Linked DNA regions of Ovis aries: region 1 is linked to region 2. Evidence: chromatin contacts called from public Hi-C data. All regions are on one chromosome and are shown on one strand. Each heading gives the region's core, a stretch centred on a gene start, on an enhancer-like site or on the middle of the called end of the contact. The rest is flanking DNA. Distances are from core to core; before and after follow the strand shown. Region 1 overlaps GTDC1 (glycosyltransferase like domain containing 1). Region 2 holds the start of ZEB2 (zinc finger E-box binding homeobox 2).

What was found. A called contact is a pair of places that touch in the nucleus more often than the background predicts.
Region 1: a Hi-C map of tail adipose tissue shows a contact between it and region 2, with 2.8 times the contacts expected there. The contact joins the enhancer-like site here to the promoter of ZEB2 in region 2. A contact is called at or near these places in 2 of 16 Hi-C or Micro-C datasets (skin fibroblasts and tail adipose tissue).

Annotation. Positions count from the first base shown.
Region 1 is chr2:165,795,555-165,800,803 of ARS-UI_Ramb_v3.0, reverse strand. The region is part of intron 1 of GTDC1 (glycosyltransferase like domain containing 1); the gene reads right to left. Among named protein-coding and RNA genes, the nearest start is that of GTDC1, 71 kb to the right of the region's middle. Within about 2 kb of position 1,648, at least 3 of the 54 cell types and tissues checked have an H3K27ac peak or open chromatin away from gene starts, as enhancers often do. A contact at or near this core is called in tail adipose tissue, where this site is marked.
Region 2 is chr2:165,523,403-165,528,749 of ARS-UI_Ramb_v3.0, reverse strand. It overlaps ZEB2 (zinc finger E-box binding homeobox 2), which reads right to left and starts at 2,035. Exons shown (of 9, transcript XM_060410053.1): 1 at 1,822-2,035.

The DNA of each region.
Region 1 (5,249 bases), core at 399-2,898, 270 kb before region 2:
ACCTTATAGAAAATTAGATTAAGAAGCTCCTGGAAGCTCCTGGAAAGAAATACTGAGTAACAAAGAAGCTAGATAAGTTAAAAAAACAAAGCATTACTAACTTCATGAAAAACAAGAAAGCAAAGGCATATTTCTCATCAGTTCATTATAATACTTAGTTATAAATAATATCTGAAAAGTTATAAATAATATCTGAAAAATATAATAATGTAACACCAAAACCAAGTTAGCCAAAAGTTGTAATCTAACAATATTGTAATATGTTGAAAAAAGATGGAAATATAAAAATGAAAAATCCCCAAAGTCTATACTATAAAGTCAACAAGCAATATCCAAAAGAAATGAATCAAAAGGTAACAATATGTATATATCTAATTTAGCAGTATAGAGATATATAATAATCAGAAGAAACAGAGGAAAGGTTAAACATGGTTGCCTGTATAGAAGCAGACTGGAAAGAATGGGTAAGGCACAATTGTATTTTCTTTCTTTTTCAGACACGTGGCATGCAGGATCTTCCCCAATCATGGATCAAACCAATGCCTCCTGCGCTGGGAACAGAGCCTTAACCATTGGACTGCCCGGGAAGTCCCACAGTCGTATTTTCTAATAGGCTATTCACAACAATTAGAATTTTAGACTAGATGACTGTATTACTGTGACAAAATAAGAACTTGAAAGAATCAATCATGCTCACAAGAATAGTTCTGACAGTGTTTTTCATAAGACTAAAAGGCAGAAACAATCTAAATGTTCAGTAACAGGTGACTGGTTCAACTGTTCAGTTGCTAAGTCATGTCTGACTCTGTGCAACCCCATGGACTGCAGCACTGCACTGATAGGCAGGTTCTTGACGACTAGTGCCACCTCGGGCTTCTGGATACCATCCTCCCAAATGAGGAAATTTTAAAAATAACTTGGGCATTACTTTTCTTTTTTTAATGGAGGGGGGAGGGGAAATATTGATTGACTGGTTTTGAGAAGGATCATAAATCACCATATAAGTTCTCAAATTTATTGTTCTTATCAAATTGCTGTTTAGTTCCATCCCACATAGTTGGTCTCTCTCAACCTGACTTCTGAAACACTTTTTTCTTTTTTCTGAAGGCTTCAGGGAAGAAGGGTTTAAACAGAGATCTTCAGGATTTCTTAACAGATACACACTTATCATTCCAAAATGCCAGTTACTTAAGGATTTCATTAGTAGAACATCAGTTACCCAGAGTGTTACTATATTAAATAAGCTTAATATAGGATTATTTGTCTTTATGTGAGTTTAAGATTTTCAAATTAACTAGAAATTTAAATATGTTTGGTGGAGCAAATATGAAAAAACATTTCATAATGTTTGGCTTTTATTTAGAGCTAGTTTCGAAATGACTAATAAATGAAGCAGCATAAATTTTAGACACAGAACATTTCTGGGCAAAATCAGAAAACTCCAATCATTCTAATATGCAAAAGATTCTCAACTCTTTCCTATAAAAAGGAGTAAATGTTCAGTATATTTGATTTAAAAAACTAGTCATAAAAGGAATCTAATATTCCATTTTGGTGGGGCTATTTTCTCCATGAGATCAACTGCTACTTCTCAGCTGCTTTAGAATAGACTACATACGAGTAAGAGGAGCCACAAAGAACAGAATGTTATGAAGTAAAGAGCTATTTTATCCACCCTAACTCTCCTATCCCCAGAGGTCTGAGCAGTAGGGCGTAAGGACAAGGCAAATGGCCTTTTACAAAGCAAAGTTAAACTGTTTGTTGAGTGACAATTGTATGAAATAAAGAAGGTATTAAATTCTAATAACAAGAACAGGATCTACAGATTTTTATTTCTTATACCATTTACCAACTTTTATAAACAAGGAGATAATAAACTACTGAAGGATAATTTACTCCACAAAATAATGTGTTATGAGTTGGTTTTATACATTAAATTACATGCAATATAGATTTAAGTTATTACAGAGAGGAGGCAAGGCAGAAAAACTTGAAACTCAAATTTTTTAGGAATAATACCAAATGAAATTCATTTGAGCATCTCAAATTTTTTAATACAGTAAAACATGTTCATTTTATAAAAAATCAATTTGCCATCAATTTTTCAAGAACATGTATCTTCTGCATTTAGCAAAACACACTGCTAAGAATTCTAAAAAATGCAAACCAGTCTAAAATACAGAAAGGAGATCAGCAATTGCCTGGAAACTGAGATAGGTAGTGGGTGGAGTTGATTTCAAGGGGGCACAAGCAAACTTTCTAGGGTGATAGAAATGTTCCAAATCATATTATGGTCATAGTTACACAACTGTGTGCTTTTGTGAAAACTCATCACATTGCCCACTTAAAATGGGTAGAGTTTATTCTAACTAAATAATACCTGAATAAAACTGATATAAAAAATACATTCGTCATAGCTTATCATGGCTGACAATCATCTCAATTCATAATGACTTTTATTGTAAATTCACTGTGTTTCTGACAAACAAGGGTAAAGATACCATGAGTAAAAACTACCTGAATGATATGATTAGTTTATAGTCCCCACTATAGCTTATTATTGAGCTTAATACACTGCCACCCACACTGTGCTTACCACATATTATTGTATATTACTGGTTAGGTTTTTTCCCTCCTGAATAGAACTCAAGCCAAAAAAAAAAAAATGTGCCATGTATTTATCAGCATCCTCTAAGATCTAGCTCAATTTGTTTCACAAACTAAAGGGTTTACAAGTTAACTTACAGCATGAAATACTTCAAGCAAGTGATTATCATTTCTTCCTAATGCTACAAAAGCAAACATCTTTCAAAAAAATATAAGAACAGGTATCTTGATCTCTCATACTGGACAGTATTTTAGGAGATTAATCCAGACTTTTTAATAACCACATTTAAACTATTATTTCATAATTAAAAAGTTAATTTCTTTAATGGGTATTAAAGAGCCAACAGAACATCTAAAACAAGTTACTGCATAAGAGTATAATATCTTTAAAGTAAAAATGTTACAATTTCTTTCTGAGTGTTTCTAGTGTATATAATTTTTACTAAAATGATTACAAATAATGTATCTATTTTGAAAAATAACACGATATATCATCTCACACTTAATAACAAAAATTTGTTAACGATAACTTACTTCACAAATCTTAACAAAAAACATTTAAATATTTTACTAATTATTATTTTTAAAATTAATTACAGAGTAATCAAGCCAGTGTGGTACTGGCGAAAGAACAGACAAAAAGATCAAAGGAACAGAAAAGAGAGCCCAGAAATAGACCTATACAAATACAGTCAACTGATCTTTGACAAAGGAACAAAGGCAATTTAATGAAGAATAGTTTTTTCTACAGATGCTGATGAACAACTGGACTACTACAGGCAAAAAATGAATCTAGATATAGACATTATACCTGTCCCCCAAAAAATAACTCAAAATGGATCTCAGGCTTACATGTAAAATGCAAAACTATAATACACAGAGAAAACAATACACAAGAAAATGCAGATGACCTTGGTTTGATCATGACTTTTTAGATACAACACCAAAGGCACAATGAAGGGGTGGGGAAGTGGGGGTGGGGGGTGGGAGGGAGGTTAGCTGGTAAACTGGATTTCACTAAAATTGAAAACTTCCACTCTGCAAAAGACCTGCCAAGAAAATAAGAAGACAATGCACAGACTGGGCAAAAATATTTGCAAAAAAAATATCTGATAAAGAACTCATCCAAAATATACAAAAACAAAAAACCCCTTAAAACTCACCCATAAAGAAACAATTCAATCAAAGGTGATATACAGATGATAAATAAGCATATCAAAATGTTCAATATCATATGTCATTAGGGAATTATAAATTAATACACACCTATTAGAATGGCTAAAATCCAAAACAAATACCTGAAATACTGAAGAGGTGGTGGAGCAACGGGAACTCTCCTTCATCTGTAGCAGGACTACAAAATGGTACAGCCTCTTCTGGAGTAGTTTGGAAGTTTCTTACAAAACTAAAACTAAATATGCTCTTACCATATAATCCAGCAATCATGCCCCTTAGTACTTACACCCACACAAAAACCTGTGCAGAAAGGCTTACAGCAGCTTCATTCAGACTGCTAAAACTTGGAAACAGCCAAGCTATCCTTCAAAAGGCACCTGGAACAACACACTGTGGTACTTCCAGGCAATGGAATACTATTGAGCATGAAAAAGCAATGCGTTATCAAGCCATGAAAATACATGGAATAGTCTTAAATGCATATTGCTAAGTAAAAGAAGCCAATGTGAAAAGACTACATACTGTATGATTCCAACTATAAGATATTCTAGAAAAGGCAACATTATTGAGATAGTAAAATAAATTTTTAAAAAAAATCAGTGGTTTGTCAGGGGCTCTGTGGGAAGGAGAGGGAGGGATGAACAGGTGAATCACAGGGTATTTTTAGGGCAGTAAAGCTGTTTTATATATTATAAGGGTAAATATATGTTTCATTATACATTTGCCAAAATACTTAGACTGTCACAAAGAATGAATCTTAATTTAAACCAAGGACATTTGTTGATAATGATGGATCAGTGATGGTTCATGGACTGCAACCAATATACCACTCTGGTGGGGATTTGATGCTGGGGAGGTCAGGGAGGAGAGACCCTCTATAACTTCCACTCAATTTTTCTGAACCTAAAACTGCTCTAAAAATTAAAGTCATTATCTTTAAATTGATTGTATAATGAATCATTTTAAAATTAATTACATAACAAAGTCCTTTACTTTTTAAAATCTAGATCTTGTATGTGCAGTTTAACACTGAAATACAATGCAATAGTTCTCCTGCTCCCCAGAAGGACCCACCTTTTCTTAAAACCATGTCAGATCATTTCAAAAGTGATTTTCTCCAAGAGAGGTTTATGGTTTGTGGTTTTATGAGAAATTCAACAAGCTTCCCATATTGAGGAGCAGTTCTTATTGTCAAAATCTTAAGTTTTACAATGACATCTTCACTTTTACAATGATGGTTTCAAAAGATTATGTCCCCAATGCCAATAAAGAAACACATGAACCAAGCAGCTAACATTCACCAGTGTGTGTCGACTCTAGGATTTTACTGTATTATATACAATTGATTTCTTCACTTAATCTCTTGACATTTATTGCTTTCCTCTCCCCTTGTATGATAAAATTAATGTTTAAGGGCCTCATGATTCAAAAAATAATAATTAAGAATTAACAATATAAAAGCACAT
Region 2 (5,347 bases), core at 786-3,285:
TTAAGTATTTCCCCCCACCTCACTCACACACATGCTCCCCCACACTGGTTCCCTTAAATAGTTGCAGTAGAAAATTGTTTTTTCCCCTCAAGAAAGGAAAGAGAAAGTCCAACCGCTACGACAATACTTTTCAGCTCTACTGAATGATCGTATCCTTTCTGGCTTCGAAACTTTTGTACCTAAAAATCGAGAGAGGCGCTGCATTTTTTCAGCTGAAACTGTCAAAACTTGGAGAAGGGGAACCTCGGAGGCAGGCAGGAGAGGAGGAGAATCCCGAAACTCGATGGAGGTTGGGAAGATGCTGTGCCTCGAGGATTAGTTTAAACAGGGGGCTATAAAAGATGTAACAGATGCAAACTGTAACACAAGGGCCATTAACCCTTTCTCTGCCGAGTACACTCGGTCCCCACGCCCCGCACCTATTGTCTCCTGTGCTAGAAGCTTTGCGAAAACCTGGAAAGTGAGTATCAGTTTCCACACTTTTGCTGAAAGGGGTAAGTTGGGGGGGGGGAGCAGAGAGAAGGGGAAGTAGATGATTTAGAAAGCACCTTGAATTTAACCTAGGCATAGTGGCAGCCTTTTAAGTTTGACACATTTTGTCATGTCTTGACTCTCCTGTAGATTTGAAATTGTTGGGAAAAATCCTGAAATACAGAAATGGACACACAAGTGTCTGGGATGAAACAGCTGGCCTGTCTGTATTCCTGCTGAGACTTACGCACGATTGCATATAAATACATGTTTAATAAAGTAAGCTGCTAGTTTTATGAGCATGTGTGTGTGAGGGACAGACAGGGCATTTGTGCTGTAAACTTTATCTTTGCCTGTTATTTCTAACTCTGGAGTTAGTAATCTTACCTTCATCATTATAGGGGGAGCATGTAAAATATGTAAGTAGGTGGGAGACACACATATTCATGTTAACCGGGATCACCCCTGTTCCTGGTAACTCCTGCTATCTCGACTTTTTAGTGCCAAAGTATGGAATGGGATATTTGAGTGTATGTATCTTCTGTCTCTATATGACTTTGCCATTGGAAATACAATTTCAAAAGTTATTCTTAATTTAAAACCCTAATGTCCTGACGGCAGTTTTCTTCCCAGCTGTAGTGAGCCCCCCCCCCCCTCCACTTTGGTAAACGACTCAAGTTCCATGAGGACTTTCACTTCTTTATTTATCATCACAGAAGTGAGGTGTTACTTCACATACATACACACACAAAGAATGAAATAAAGAAATGAAACTCGCTAAGCAGACAAAAACAGGCAACTTTCTACTTAGAAAACAGCCTTCTTCGGTGGGAAAGGTTGGACTGCCATATCTAAGAGAAAGACTTGATCCCGAATTTGGTAGGTTTGTATCCATCAAGTTTTGTAATTATTAACAGGTATTTGCCAAGTTTTAATTGCTGAATACAATGAATTGGAACTAGAGTGAAAATAGAGCAAAATCTCTCCCCTCGAAGAGTTTTTATTCCAACCATACAGATCTCAATAAAACTTTTCCAAGGCTGGGTAGTAAAAGGCACCTTTGGTTACCTGAATGGACAGGTACGGGGCAAATTATTTGGGGGAGGGAAAAAAGGGGGGAGAAAAAGAAGGAGAGAGACACAGGGAGTGCGAGAAAAATCGAAGAAGTCATTCTTGGGAAAAGCTTGCCATAAAGGAGCTAAGCCCACCTGAAATTCCTACCCACAGACACTCCTTCTCACTTTAGACTCACATCCCCACTTAAAAGGAGAAAATCATAAAAGGAAGGTGGGGGGGGTGACCATGCCAAAAAGGAATAAAAAGAGAGAAAAGGGGGAAAAAAAAACCTACCTGCGAAGTCTTGTTTGTAGTTTTGGCCAGAAATGGTGAGAAGAAAAAGCATGAAGAAGCCGCGAAGTGTGGGGGAGAAAAAGGTGGAAGCGAAGAAACAGCTCCCGGAGCAAACTGTACAAAACCTCGCCAAGAGTGTCTGGAGGCAGGACCGTTATTCCTGCGGAGCAGGTTAGAACTGATCTCTTTCGGCCACTCCAGGAAACACAAACCTGGGGACGGACTGACGTGTTACGCCTCTTCTAATGACATTTTTTTCTTTTTCTTTTCTGTAGGAGAGAGAGAGACCCTGAAACACGCGCCACCTATCTTTGTGGGGAGGGATAATTGAAGCGCCCTGAGCGTGAGCATCATGTGAAAACGTGATCGCCAAGTTTCTCTCTGGGAAAGGATCTGGGATAGATTATACCTTGAAGTCTCCGCAAACGCTTTAGTGGAAGAAATGAAATTCCACCTCCCTCCCTTCCTCTCTCCCTCCCTTTCGCCTCCCTCCCTCCCTCCCTCTCTTCTCCACGCCCCCCCTCCCACCCCCCCCATCCCCCCCCACCCCCGTCAAGCCTTTGGCATCATTATCCTCATCACTAAATCCTACAGAGTACAGGGCGGAAAACGGTGCACACCATTCACAGAACTGGAGAACTCTAAGGGGCGAAAGTTAAAGGGAAAGATCCCGGTTCCTCAATCCACATCGCCTCTTCTTATACAGATATCTCTAATAACCAGATTTGAGATGCACATTAAGTTGTGTGGATTTCTCAGCACGGTTTCTGGAACTAAATTTTTTGCCCTTTCTCGTATTATTATTATTATTATTATTATTTTCTTTCAAGATGCCAGAGCCAGAGGGGGAAAATTGCTGTTATGTGAGCTGCATTTTAGGGCATGTGTGTTGGGGTGTGTGTATGTGATGAATTTCTGGATTGGATCCCAATACTAAAAAGTAGTTTGGCATTTTTAAAAAGGGTCTCTAAGTAAATTAACATAGAGCGCTGAGTTGACCGATCTCTGAATCTCTCTACATCTCAAGGAGACTTCACTACAAAGTGAGGGAGTGTGTGGAGGGAGGCAGGAGGAAAAGGAGAAAGGCCATAGAGGAATTTAGCAGGGAAGGAAGAGCACGATATTAAACGGCATGGGGTCTAAGTTTTGGAGTATATATTTTTTGATATTGCAATTAAAGTAAAATTAAAAAGAAAAGACTCCACCTTTGCTCTGAAGGGATTGGTTATGTAAATATGGTAGGGATTTCCTGGAGAATACAGCTTTCTACTGTATGGTTAATTAAATAATCACTCAAAAGCTTCCAACGTGACGCTTCTGTCGTAATCCAATCAGGTTACATAGGTCCTAAACAAGAAAGATATTTTCCACATCTGGAAGTCAGCAATTTAGCAAGTACTGCACATTATTAACCAATTCAGAGCCTACTTCCCAGGGGAATTTTTTTTCAAGTTTAAGTGTTCTTAACCAATGCTCTGCTGTTTTGTTAATCAAAAAGCTGGTTTACACTGCACATAATTGGAACTAATATAGAAGTAAATAAAGACAGCCAAATTTGAGGATGCTGAGCACAGGCATTTATCGGAAAAGGAAGAAATCTCTTAGCCTCCAGTGGTTCAGGCTCAATTTCTTAAAGAACTGTGAGGCTTTTTTTTTTTTTTTTTTTTAAAGAGTGAAAGTGCTTGAGGACCTCAGAGCACAAATAAACTTTCAGTCCCACAGTCTTTGCAAAGGTAAAGGTGGAGGTGTCAAGAGGACTGAAGGATAGCCTCATGCCATTTTTTTCCTGCTTTAATATTGTTAATATGTTACAGCCCCCTGTTTTCAGTCTGATGAAATCTGAAACAAATAACACCCTGATCCAACACTACACTTTTACTCACATTAAGATAAACTGCTTTGAACTGTACTTTGAATGTGTGCCTAAAGCAAGACTTTGAATGCAAGAGTCACTGGCAATTGCACTCAAGAGGAGGGAAAAGCCACCACTTGGTTTGCCACATCCACACTCCCAGAGGTGCACAGCTTTGTATTTTGTATGTTTATTGGGGAGGGGGCAATAGCCACCCAGCATGACCACAACCAACACTTACTTTAGGATGTGAGGAAGTAAATTTTCACAGTTGATTACAGACTCACCTCTTTGCTACCTTAAGCATTTATTACAATGAGAATCATCTCCCCCACCCCACTCATATAATTTACTTATAGAGGAGCATTGGAGACCCGCCTAAAATTTAATAATAAAAAAAAATTAAAGATTTCCACCATGGGTCAGGCACATTCTCAGTTTTATGCTTTACATTTCTTTAATATTCCTATCTCTATAAATATATGACTTATCAAGTTTCTCCTCTGAGATTTACTTCTATTATTAACATCCTTTTTTTTAAATCCCCACTTTCCCCCACTTTTTTATTTAAAAAAAAATCGAGTCTAGCTTTCTCTAGAAGTTTGCTTTTCAGGGTTTTCTCTTCCATTTCCAGGATAAAGGTGTTCCTGGCATGGAGTAATTCCAGGTAAGACTCCACCTGAGGACCCCAGGTAGCCATTGGAGCTTACAGCCCAGACATACACTCAGTGGTAAACCTCAGGTCAGAGGATCCAATCAAAAGGCTAACAAATCACTTGTCTTTATTATGTATATTAATGTCAGGTTACTTAAGATCTGACTTAAAAAAAAAAAGTATTTCCATTAAAAACAGCTAATCATCTGATTACTCTGGGTTCAGTAATTGTTCGAGTGGCAGGAGACAGCCCCAACACTTAGCACTGGTAGTTCCGACGTGCAAGTATTTGAATTTGAGTAAAGAAAAGCAATCTTTCAGGTTCCCATCAAGGTGGATAGTTGGACGGTGGCACGCGAAGCGTCCCCACGAGGGATGAGCGCGCCGGTGGGTTGCCCTCCTCCCCTGCCTGGCACGCCCCCGACACTCCCCTCCCCATTTGACCAAGAGAGTTCCCACAACAGCAGAGGCGGTGGGATCGGAGGAAGCCGGGATATAAATATGTTCCGAACACTCCCTTAGTCCGAAGGCCAGGTCGGGGACAATGGTGATCGTGGGATCAGCGGGATGCTGGAGCGCAGGACGCAGGGAAAAGTCGAGAGAGGACTAGGAGCTACTAGCTTTCGGCTCCTCACACAGCAAAGCAAGTCCTGCAGATGAATCGCGCCTTCCCGGGCTTTCTTCCCTATTAATAATCTATTTCGAGATTAGCGCAGACCAAGGGGATTAAAACAACAGATACATGCAAATGTGAAATAATATTGCAATGGACATGGACGAGAGAAGAATAATTCTTCAGGGTTTCTTTGAGTAAAACAAACTGCCTCCCTCAGAATTCCCTCCACCCAGGCAGCGTGTGAAGATGCACTTTTGTTTTCCCATTCCCTCCAGCCAGGACCTGGTGCCTGTCCCCCCATTCACCTCTCAGTCTGTCAATTTCCTTAACTCTCACAGCCTCTCCCCTTTTCTCCCCTGCCCCCCAGCTCCCCTTGTCGGCCCAGATGCCCGAAGAGATACAA